Regions from separate parts of the Sus scrofa genome. Here all the other regions are linked to region 1. A link is a contact called in public HiChIP or PLAC-seq and promoter capture Hi-C data. All regions are on one chromosome and are shown on one strand. Each heading gives the region's core, a stretch centred on a gene start, on an enhancer-like site or on the middle of the called end of the contact. The rest is flanking DNA. Distances are from core to core; before and after follow the strand shown.

What was found. Promoter capture Hi-C pulls out the DNA fragments that hold promoters and counts their contacts. HiChIP or PLAC-seq counts read pairs in DNA pulled down with a chosen protein or histone mark.
Region 2: a promoter capture Hi-C map of fetal liver shows a contact between it and region 1, with 2.8 times the contacts expected there. The contact joins the promoter of SH3BGRL3 here to the promoter of SFN in region 1. A contact is called at or near these places in 1 of 5 promoter capture datasets (fetal liver) and 1 of 2 datasets of contacts at active chromatin or transcription factors (alveolar macrophages).
Region 3: an H3K27ac HiChIP or PLAC-seq map of alveolar macrophages shows a contact between it and region 1. The contact joins the enhancer-like site here to the promoter of SFN in region 1. A contact is called at or near these places in 2 of 5 promoter capture datasets (fetal liver and liver), 14 of 47 Hi-C or Micro-C datasets (alveolar macrophages, blood, brain and 10 more) and 2 of 2 datasets of contacts at active chromatin or transcription factors (alveolar macrophages and skeletal muscle).
Region 4: a contact with region 1 is called in an H3K27ac HiChIP or PLAC-seq map of alveolar macrophages. The contact joins the promoter of RPS6KA1 here to the promoter of SFN in region 1. A contact is called at or near these places in 2 of 5 promoter capture datasets (fetal skeletal muscle and liver) and 1 of 2 datasets of contacts at active chromatin or transcription factors (alveolar macrophages).

Annotation. Positions count from the first base shown.
Region 1 is chr6:84,187,137-84,189,861 of Sscrofa11.1, forward strand. SFN (stratifin) reads left to right here and starts at 1,385. Exons shown (of 1, transcript NM_001044564.1): 1 at 1,385-2,688. The coding sequence starts at 1,423. The coding sequence ends at 2,169.
Region 2 is chr6:83,686,151-83,688,875 of Sscrofa11.1, forward strand. It overlaps SH3BGRL3 (SH3 domain-binding glutamic acid-rich-like protein 3), which reads left to right and starts at 1,323. Exons shown (of 3, transcript XM_021095627.1): 1 at 1,323-1,644; 2 at 2,208-2,375; 3 at 2,490-2,725. The coding sequence starts at 1,597. The coding sequence ends at 2,555. CEP85 (centrosomal protein of 85 kDa) reads left to right here. Exons shown (of 15, transcript XM_021095615.1): 14 at 1-1,644; 15 at 2,490-2,725. It overlaps UBXN11 (UBX domain-containing protein 11), which reads right to left. Exons shown (of 13, transcript XR_002344945.1): 13 at 2,559-2,725.
Region 3 is chr6:83,883,593-83,886,317 of Sscrofa11.1, forward strand. No RefSeq gene overlaps it. Among named protein-coding and RNA genes, the nearest start is that of RPS6KA1, 20 kb to the right of the region's middle. Within about 2 kb of position 1,334, at least 74 of the 83 cell types and tissues checked have an H3K27ac peak or open chromatin away from gene starts, as enhancers often do. A contact at or near this core is called in alveolar macrophages, brain, embryonic fibroblasts and 7 more, where this site is marked.
Region 4 is chr6:83,903,765-83,906,489 of Sscrofa11.1, forward strand. It overlaps RPS6KA1 (ribosomal protein S6 kinase A1), which reads left to right and starts at 1,360. Exons shown (of 22, transcript NM_001243214.1): 1 at 1,360-1,546. The coding sequence starts at 1,484.

The DNA.
Region 1 (2,725 bases), core at 135-2,634:
GAAGATTAGCAATAGAGAAGTCTCCATCTCTGAGGCCTGTGCCAGGGGTCAGAGGTGGGGCCATGGTCAAAGGGAAGGGGCAGGGAAACTTCTGAGAGAGAGGCTGGGGAAGGGAGCACTCAGAGGGGACAGCTGCCCCCTAAAACAAAATGGCATGTGTCATGGCTGCCTCCTTTTTCTCAGTTCCCCCCGCAGCCGCACTGGGCTGAGCACCCAGGCGGCCTTCTTCCTAGCCTCTGACAAAGGGCAGGCTGATTCAGGCAGGAAAGTGGGACAGCTAGTGAGCTGGGTCCCCACCCTCTGTGAGCCCCACTGATACATGATGGCAGGCGGCTTGCGGGGCGGGGGGGGTGGTGGCAGGTAACCTGGCGTGGAGAGCCAGAGGGTAAGTCCTCACACAAGTGGCAACAGGCCACCAACTTGAAAGGGAAAATTGTGCTGTGATGGGGAAGGTATCCAAAAAACCTACTGGGTGACTAATTACAAAGGCTGGGCTGGAGCGTCAGAGGCTGCTCGTTAAACACCTCATTAAGTGGCACCCTGAAAGCTGCCACCTGTGCATTCTGGGAGCTCAGAAGGGATGGGACCTGAGGGGGAGAGAGGAGTTGGGGGGTGGGGTGTAAGCATTTCAGGTAGACTCCAGAAGAAGCCTACATCTCCCTTCTAAATACAGTCTGGAGCTCACAAGTCAGAAGCCTGAATGGGAGAGAAGTCCAACTTAGTAACTGTGTGACCTTGAGCAAATCTCATCCCTCTCTGAGCCTCAGTATTCCCCTCTCTACAGTGGGAGTAGTAGCCACAGCCCTGCCCATCTCACCAAGATAGCAGGGATTAAGTTAGACCATGGGTATGAGGTGCTTGGGAAACTATAGCCCTACCTAGACAATGAGTTATTTCACCTAAACCAGTGGAGGAACCACTCCTGGCCAGATTAGGCACCCCCTTCTCCTGCACCTGGCTTTATGGGCTCTGCCTAGGTCCATAGTGGCCAGGTAGCTGAAGCCATCCTGAGCCCCAGGAAGGATGCAGTGAAGAGGGATCTGATTTGAGAAACTGGGGCAGCTCCCTAACGTGTGCACCCATATAATGGAAGCCCTGACCCAGAGGCGGCAGCCTGGAGCCTGGAAAGGTATCGGTGCAGGTGGAGCCAACGCCCAAATTTCTCCTGCTGACAGTCAGGATGACTCACCCCCCCACATCCCAGCCCTTTTACCTTTAAGGAAGAGGCGGAAAGGGTGTGGGGGGAGGGGGGAGAGGAGAGGGAGGCAAGTCCTGGGCCCGCCCTCTGCCCCTCCCCACCCTTCTCCGGGCCTGGCCTTCCAGCCAAAAGGCAGGCAGGCAGCCGGAGAGGCGCAGAATCCGGCCTTGGTCCCGAGGCAGCCAGTTAGCTCTCCACCTGCCCATCTGTCTGTCCCCAGAGCCATGGAGAGAGCCAGTGTGATCCAGAAGGCCAAGTTGGCCGAGCAGGCTGAACGCTATGAGGACATGGCAGCCTTCATGAAGAGCGCCGTGGAAAAGGGTGAGGAGCTGTCTTGCGAAGAGCGCAACCTGCTCTCAGTGGCCTACAAGAATGTGGTGGGTGGTCAGCGGGCTGCGTGGAGGGTCCTGTCCAGTATTGAGCAGAAGAGCAATGAGGAAGGCTCGGAAGAGAAGGGCCCTGAGGTGCGAGAATATCGGGAGAAGGTGGAGAAGGAGCTCCGGGGTGTGTGTGACACGGTGCTTGGCTTGCTGAACACCCATCTCATCAAGGAGGCCGGTGACGCGGAGAGTCGGGTCTTCTACCTGAAAATGAAGGGTGACTACTACCGTTACCTGGCCGAGGTGGCCACGGGGGACGACAAGAAGCGCATCATCGACTCAGCCCGCTCCGCCTACCAGGAGGCCATGGACATCAGCAAGAAAGAGATGCCACCCACCAACCCCATCCGCCTGGGCCTGGCCCTGAACTTTTCTGTCTTCCACTATGAGATCGCCAACAGCCCAGAGGAGGCCATCTCCCTGGCCAAGACCACCTTCGACGAGGCCATGGCTGACCTGCACACTCTCAGCGAGGACTCCTACAAAGACAGCACCCTCATCATGCAGCTGCTGCGGGACAACCTGACGCTGTGGACCGCCGACAACGCCGGGGAAGAGGGGGGCGAGGCGCCTGAGGAGCCCCAGAGCTGAGCCGCACCCGCCGCCCTCCCTGCCCTGCCCTGCCTGCTCCAGTCCCCCACTCTTGGCAGAGAGGACTTGTATGGGGTGGGAAGCCCAACCCTTCTCCCCAGATGCCCTGCCCCAGCTCAAAAAGGCTCCACGGAGAGGAACCAGCAGAGCTGAGGCCACCTGGAGCCGGAGGATTCCAAGCTTCCTGCAGCTGTCAGGTGCTCCGACCACTGGTCGTCCCACCCTGACCCGCTCTCTGCACCCCGCCCAGACCCCTCCCCTGAGCCCAGCCACTTCCTCCTGATTCCCCGCTCCTGCCCCCCTGCCTCTGGATCTTAGGAATTGAGGAGTGTCCCACCCTTGTGGCTGAGAGCTGAACTGTGTGGCAGAGACTGTAGATGAGAGAGAGCGAGAGCGAGAGAGCGCGCGCGAGCGCTAGAGTGTGTGTGCGCGCCTGCGCAGCCAACAAGACCGAGGATGAGAGGGAAATCATGTCTGCTGGGTGTGACCATGTTTCCTCTCAATAAAGTTCCCCTGTGACACTCCTCCTGACTTTTCCACTTATTGCGGAGGGACG
Region 2 (2,725 bases), core at 73-2,572, 500 kb before region 1:
CTCACTCCTGGGCCTGAATGAGACCCTTCTTAAATGTTTTTACAAGTTTGTGTTTTATTTATGGAGTGACTTATCCCTTCCATTTAGAGCAGCCCCACCCAGCCGTCTCTGGACTTCTGCCTCCTAAAAGCAGAGCTGCCTGATTGGCCTCCACCCTGTATTGGGAGCCCAGCCACCATGCTCACGGGTATTTTTCCTCAGAATTTATAAGCAGTTATTTATATGAACCCTTGTTATGTCAACTGGTTTGTATTGCCTATTTTGATTACAAAATAAAAATTTAACAAAGTCCTCAGTTTTCCATCGCCTTCTATTACCATCATCTCGTACTCCACCCCTTACTTTGGCTTGTTGGAGCCAAAGCATGGGGTTTTAGCCAAGTTCTCCAAACAGCAGCAAGGAGGCAACTTTGGCAGATCAAGCCTCTCGTGTCTGTATCTCTACTGCTTCTGCTCCTCTTTCATTCTGTGGGGACAGATGAGATCTTTCCCCATGGCACTTCTGATTGGGTGAAGCTGCCCTGAGTTGAAGCAAGTTTGTCATTGAGTTTCAGTAATCCTCTGAGGAGGAAGTCTGCTGCCTGTGGGTCGCTCTGAGGAAGTGGCACTGTGTTTGCCTCAAGGAGCTAGGGTTGTCTTCCTGGGTTATTCTCAGAGCCCTGGACCTGGGAGGACTTCAGAGTGGAGTCATGTCCAACCCCAGACAGATGGCTGAGTCACCCCAGTGGGGCTGGTTGCTCCTTCTGAACTCCCTGCATTTTGCTGGGAGTTGGAGTTTTGAAGTACCACCTACAGCAAGGAGTTGGGGTGAAGCTGGGGCCACCCCAAGACCAACTGTGGGTCTTTAACAAGGTCCCAGACTTAGGAGTCCTGACACCAACCTCTGCCTCCACCCAGTCCAGAAGTAGAAGCCTCTTTCTTACCTTGATCTCCGTCTGGCTCCTTGAGGGTGTGGCCCCATCTGCTGCTACACCCGTCTAAACCTGCCTATCTGAGCAGAGAGGAACTTTGGGGAAAATGTCTAAGCAAGGGCTGTCCCTGCTGTGGTGTGCCTGCTGGGTTAGCTCTGTGTGGGTGGCCCCTGGGGGAATGGGGCGGTGGTCCCTTGGGGTGAGGCCTCTAGCTGGAGAGTTTTAGGTTTGAAAACAGCTGAGACTTCAAAGCCCGGACCTGAGCAGCGCTGTCGTGGCACGGGGTGGCTACTTGGGTGCAGCAAATGCGGGCGAGGCGGAGGAGGAGGCCTTTGCCAAACCCTTGCCCCTGCCCCACCCTACTGTCAGGTTGATCCGCAGCCTCACACTGTGAGCCCTAGAACCGGGAGGAGTGGAGGGGACGGCCCTGCGTGGGGCTGGGGTCCTCCGCGCTCTGGGACCCCGAAGGGGAGGGGAAGGGGCCCGCTGGTGCGCGGGGCGGGGTCGCGCAGGCCCCGCCCCAGCCGCGCGCTTGTCTGCGCCGCCCATTGGTCCTGAGAGCGGTGACTCGCGGGCTGAGCAGGAAGGAAACCGCTCCCGAGCGCGGCGGCCTCGTCTCCAGGCCGTGCAGCTGCTGCTACCGCTACCCGTCTGCCTGTCTCTCGGCCTGTCGGTCCACCCGCAGCATGAGCGGCCTGCGCGTCTACAGCACGTCGGTCACCGGCTCCCGCGAAGTAAGTGCGCGCCGTGGGCCCGGCGCTGGGGGAGAGCGCGGGCGGCGGTCCTGGTGCTCGGGACCAGCGCCTGGGACCCGCCCCCAGGGCGGGGGAGGCGAGGTGCTGGGCAAGGCCTCCTAAGTCGGGTTGCGGGGGCAGGCTTCGCGGCCCCTTCCTGAACACTGAACACCTCCTTCCGGCCTCCTGGGTCCTCTGCACCCCCACTACCAGGCTGATCCTTGACCATGTCCTCATCTTGCCCTCCCTCTCCACTATGTGTGTACCTGGGGCCGGGGTGGCCCCTTACCAGCCTCCACTCAGGCATGCCTTGCTTTCTTCTTGCTGAGCTCCTGGCTTCCCCACCCTGAATTTATCCCACTTAGCTTCATTCTGACTCTCCTCCCCACGGTTGGTGGTCCCTCTCTCATCCCACACCACCACAAGCCTGACTCATCCTCCCAACTCCTAATGGCCAGAGCCCTCCCCTAGGGTATGGAGGGGGACAAGAAAACAAAAGCTCCTGGCCACTGTCCCAAAACCTCCAGATTGTTCACTAACCTTTGCCCGCCCTCTGCCCCCAGATCAAGTCCCAGCAGAGCGAGGTGACCCGCATCCTGGATGGGAAGCGCATCCAGTACCAACTAGTGGACATCTCCCAGGACAACGCCCTGCGGGATGAGATGCGAGCCTTGGCGGGCAACCCCAAGGCCACCCCACCCCAGATTGTCAACGGGGACCAGTACTGTGGGGTACGGGCCCAGGGGTTGGGGGTGAAGGGAATGTTGTAAGAGGACTGCCAGCCAGAGTCAGACCTGAGACAAAATACTAGGACACAGGTGACCTCCTCTCCTCCCCTCCCCCAGGACTATGAGCTCTTCGTGGAGGCTGTGGAACAAAACACACTGCAGGAGTTCCTGAAACTGTCCTGAACCAAGCCAGCGCCCGGACTCCGTCACCACATTCCCCTTAGCAATCACCCAGCCACGAAGGACCTTGTGACCAACCGCCTGGTATTCTTAACCTTCTGACCTTGGAGCCCCTCCCCCTAACCCATGACCTTTCTCCCCTCTCCTAACTGTAGCCCCCTCCTCCATTCGAA
Region 3 (2,725 bases), core at 84-2,583, 300 kb before region 1:
GGATGCTGGGTGTCCACAAGAGTCCCAGACAGCTGAGCAGGATTGACAGCGACTGGATGAAGGCCTGGTGACCACTCCAACGCCACCACGGCAACCTCAATCCCATTCCTGGAACCTAACTTGGGAGGAAGAGAGCCTCTAAAGCCGGTATCCCCGAGGGATAGATAGCTGCCAGGACCTGGTCCCACGCCCCAGCCCTGTGGAGTCTCCAGGTGCCAGACAGGCGCTGCTCCTTGCGGCCACACGGTGGCAGTTTAGAGCCAAGCTCCGCGCCCTACCTAGGAGGTGCTACGGAGGCAGAGCCCCAACACCACACTCTTGCCAGGACTAGTCACGGCATTCAGGCAGAGAGAGCCATTGGACCTAATTTCACCACAGTCCCTCTGGCTGGACCCTCGATTCCCGATCCTAGGCCGGGGACTTACAGCTCACTTGACTAGTCCTCCGCCCCCCAATTGCTCCCGGGACCACCCCGCCCCGCCGCATGTCCCGCGCAGCACACCTGGCGGGTACTGGGACAGCCCTTGCTCAGATTCAGGCTCCGAGCCCTCCCGACCCAGACCGAGCGTCTAGTCCCACTCCCAAGAGTGCCCGCCGGGAGGGAAGGAGGTGGGCGTGGGCTCGATCTCTGTGGTCCTCGCTGCCCCGACGTCCGGCCTTCTCCAACCCTCTGCTTCCGCTTCCGGGCCTGCATCGCTTCTGAACTTCTCAGAACGCCGCGAACCCCCCCTCCCAATCCTTCAAAGGCAGATCCCAGGGGTTGATAGTAAGGCCAGGGACTGACTTCCAAGGGGTCACCTTGGGAGCTCTGAGAGGCTATCGGTCCCGCGCGGGCACGTGCCAGGGTGGGGCTTTAGGGCGGGGCCTAGGACGGGCGGAGTCTCCGGGCTTCGGTTCCCGCGGGCCAAGGAGGTACCCGAGGCGCGCGCGGGGTGCCGGGAGCACGAACTATGCGGAAATGGGGCGGGGTGGGGGAGGCTCAGAACAAGGAGTTTGGGGGCGCACCGGCGGTGGTTTGAGCGAGCGCGGGGCCAACTAGTGTTGGGAGATGAATGGGCTGGTCCTGGAGTTGGGCGGGGATTTGGGGCCTAAAAGCGAGAAGGGCCCAAGGGGGGAGGGGAGGAGGAGGCGGCAGGAACCCCGCCCACTTTCTGGGCTGGGTTCTTGGAACTGGCCAGGAAATCTTGGGACTCAATCTGGGGGCTAGATCTGTAGGCGATGGTTTTTATAGAGACGGCTGATGGGGGGCCCCCAGCCGGTTGTTATAGAGATAGCCATGGCACTCGTTTCCCCCACCTTCCAGGAACTGCTCACTTGTCCCCCAAGTGGTTGGGGGCTCAGCAGCTCCCTCCACTCGCTGCGGGGCGGCCCCACCCGGAGAACCTCAGCAAAGCCCTGCAGTGCCTGCAGAGCCCGCCCTCATCTTCAGTTTTAACAAGACTGGGGGAGAGAGGTGGTTTGGGGGCCTCAGGCCACAAACATCTAGAAAGAGCTCCAGGCCCGAGGGCCTTTTACCCCCTGCCCCTTACTTGGCTCCTGCAAACCTTACTCTACTTGCAGAGGTATTGGAAGTGTCCCCATGCATAGAAAAGAGGAGCAATTTGAACTGCCTCCTTTCCGTTGTAGTCTGCAAAAGAGTACCTAGGCACAGGAGGGCAGCCCAAACCGCTGAAGACAGGGTGCCCAGTTAGCCCTTCCTGCCCACCGGAGTAGTTGGTAGGAGCTCAAACGGTTTAACATAGGACTGAGGTTCACAGAATCAGAGTCCTTTGCTTTCTGATGCTGTTATGCCGTGGGCCCGGGAAACAAATGGGAACCACCCCACCCCACCCTCGCCACCGCTTTTCCCCTCTTCAGTGTTTTTCTTTTCTTTCTTTCCTCTTCAGTGTTTTTCTTTTCTTTCTTTCTTTCTTTCTTTCTTTCTTTCTTTCTTTCTTTCTTTCTTTCTTTCCTTTCTTTCTTCCTTTCTTCCTTTCTTTCTTCCTTTCTTTCTTCCTTTCTTCCTTCCTTTCTGCCTTTCTTCCTTTCTTCCTTCCTTTCTTTCTTCCTTCCTTTCTTCCTTTCTTCCTTCCTTTCTTTCCTTTCTTTCTTCCTTTCTTCCTTCCTTTCTTCCTTCCTTTCTTCCTTTCTTTCTTCCTTTCTTCCTTCCTTTCTTCCTTTCTTTCTTCCTTTCTTTCTTCCTTTCTTTCTTTCTTTCTTCCTTTCTTTCTTTCTTCCTTCCTTTCTTCCTTTCTTCCTTTCTTCCTTTCTTCCTTCCTTCCTTCCTTCCTTTCTTCCTTTCTTCCTTTCTTCCTTTCTTCCTTCCTTCCTTCCTTCCTTTCCTTTCCTTTCCTTTCCTTTCCTTTCCTTTCCTTTCTTTCCTTTCTTTCCTTTCTTCTCGGCCCCAACTGTGGCATATGGAGGTTCCCAGGCTAGGGGGTCAAATCGGAGTTGTAGCTGCCGGCCTACAGCACAGCCACAGCAACGCGGGGTCCATTCAGTGTTGTTTTTCTTTATGTGAAAGTAATTCATCTATCTCATTTATGTTCTTTTTGGGGGGGGGGTCACACCTACGACATGTGGAAGTTCCCTGGCCAGGGATTGAACCTCCACCACAGCAGCAACACAAGCCTTTGCAGTGACAACGCTGGGTACTTCATCAGCTGAAGCAACATGGGAACGCCTCATGTGTCTTATTTTTTTTAAATGTAAAACTTACAAAATTATGGATTTGGAGTTCTCGTCG
Region 4 (2,725 bases), core at 110-2,609, 280 kb before region 1:
AGGGACTTTCTTTTGTTCATTGCTATATCCACAGCATCTATTTTTTATTTTTATTTTTGTCTTTTCTAGGGCCGCACCCACGGCATATGGAGGTTCCCAGGCTAGGGGCCTAATCGGAGCTGTAGCCACCAGCCTAAGCCAGAACCACAGCAACGTGGGGTCTGAGCCGTGTCTGCAAGCTACACCACAGCTCATGGCAACGTGGGATCCTTAACCCACTGAGCAAGGCCAGGATTGAACCCACAACATCATGGTTCCTTGTCGGTTTTGTTAACCACTGTGCCACCATGGGAACTCCATGGGAGCATCTTAATTTAGGAGAAATTCTCAAGCACTTTGATTTTTAAAAATCCTAATCTGTTCCCACCTGCTGCGTGACCCTGGGTAACTCATACCTTTCGGAGACTGTTTTATGATGTGTAAACTAGGTGGTGGTGAGGATCCAAGGAAATCACACATTGGTGAAACCTGGTTGAAAGAAGGCTTCTGTGAAACAGTCCTGCTTTAGAACAGCTTTTGTAAATGGCCATTCTTCCTCGCCCATGAAAAAAAACAAGCCCATCTCTCCAAGCCCCCACGTGTGAATAAATCTCAGCAAGCCTGGACCCCTAGCACCTCTTTCGGTGGAGGCTGAATCTCTCCAGGGAGACTCTCTCTCCCGGCCTTTTACTCCAAGGGCAGTCCAGTGTCAGTCAATCCTGGGAGCATGGTACCCACTCTCCTTAGAGGAGGCACAAGCCCAAATCAGCCAGAAGCTGGTCCTGCTTCTGGAGAAATTCTGTGTATTAAGACATCACTCTGGGTTCTGATGATGGGGAAACCTTACCTGGGGTTGGGGCGCTGGGATCCCCAGGGGATCTCAGTGTCGGCTTCCGTAAGGGGGATTGTCCTAGGGCCTCCTAATGAGGGCAGTAGGGCCCAGGCTCCTTTCCAGCCTCCGCCTGGGTCAGGGCCAGGTCATTTAGTGTGTCTGTGTGTGGGGGGAGGGGTTGGGAGGAGACGGGAACAGGGCAAACAGGGCGGCTGGAGGGAAAAGGAGCAATTCAAAACGAGCTGAGTCGAGGAGATTGGTGGCCCTGGAGAGGTCAGCGCGGAGGAAACCAGGTCTGAGAGGGAGAAGTCAAGCGGACCTCTCCCGGGCGGAGCAGAAGACCGACCCCGGGCTGGCGGTGGAGGCGGGGCCAGCACTCCCCTAGCAGAGGGGGCGGGGGGTCTGCGCTGGGAATGCCGCGCCGCGGGGGCTGGGGCGTGGCTTTACTGGCTCCGCCCCCGCGCAGGTAGCCAATGGGCGCGGCGGCGCCGGGTGACGGAGGGAGCCGAAGTGCGAGTGCCGCGGCGGCGGCTGTGGTGGACGGCCCAGCCTGAGTGCCGGGGTCTCTGCTGGGGCGAGGGGGCACGAGGGCTCAGAGCCGGGGACCCTGGTACCCGAGAGGCGGCGCAGCCGGCGCCGCCGGTGGAGCTCCGGCGGCCTGGCGGCGGCGCGATGCCTCTCGCTCAGCTCAAGGAGCCCTGGCCGCTCATGGAGCTGGTGCCGCTGGACCCGGAGGTGAGTGAGCTGGGCGGGAGAAGGGCGCTGGCGGCCGGCGAGCCCGGGTCCCTACAGGGGCGGGGCGGCCCGCGGCGCCGCCGGAGCCTGGCGGGCGCCTGCGAGGACGCGAGTGCCCTCCGATCTCTTGGCCCCTCTCCGGCTCCACCCCCTTATGTCCTGGGTGTGTGTGAGCGAGGGACAGTTCCGCCAAGTGCCGAGAAATCCCTTAGCGTGGAGAGGGGATCCCGCGGTGCGCTGAGATCTGGCCTCCCCTTACCTCTCCCTACACCTAGGACCTGTACCGGGAGGTGTGGGAGTTTCCTTCATTAGCCCAGGCGGCCAGCTCCGGGCTGCCAGATGTCTCGGATTCTACAAGAGACAAGGGTCGTAGGACCCCCCACTTCTCCTTGACATCGCGCATCGCCCTACCGGAAGATCTCCCAGCTTTTCCGCTGCTGACCCTAGAAGGATTGCCCCTTTGACCCTGGCAGTTGTGGAATTTGGGGTGACACGGCCCGTCTGGGGCAGAAACTCTTGGTTTTCTTTGCCCCAGGCTAGGGTCAGAGAACACCTGTGTCCCCTGCCCCGGGCTGTAGAGAAGAGAATGGGGAAAAGCCCTTAGTCCTTGTGACGACTATTCCTGGAGAGGGGGAGGACCTTGGTGGCTGCCGCTGCTTCTTGTCCCCCCCCCCCCAATAAGAAGGGTTGGGCCCCTGAGGAGTTTGGCCTCTGCCTGCCTAGCCTCTTCCAGAAGCAACTCCTTCCTGCCCTCTGAGGATTCTGAGATGATAGGCTCCAAACTTGCAAAAGGCCAGCTCTTCCTGTGCTCTTTGACCTCCAGGGTCAAGGTCAAGCCCCTGAACCAGCAGGTGGAGAAAACTTTCTCCTCAGCCTCATTCTGGGAAGTAGGTAGGTGATACTGCCTTTCCAGAGGAGATATGGGGATATGCGGAGGGGAGGGGGTATGGGGACCTCAGTGAGCCTGGGAGCCAAGGTGCTTTTCCCCTGGCTTCAGCTCATAGCCCCTGCTGAGTACACCTCCTTGGTACTTACCTGAGGCAACCACCAAGTGCCTTGCCTCTCAGGGCCACAGATTGAGATCAGAGTGAGGACCCCTGGTGTGCTGCCCCTTTAAAGGGATGGTCACTGCTGACACTGGCTATTGGAGGGTGGGCGCGGCAGGATTAGGTAACCAAC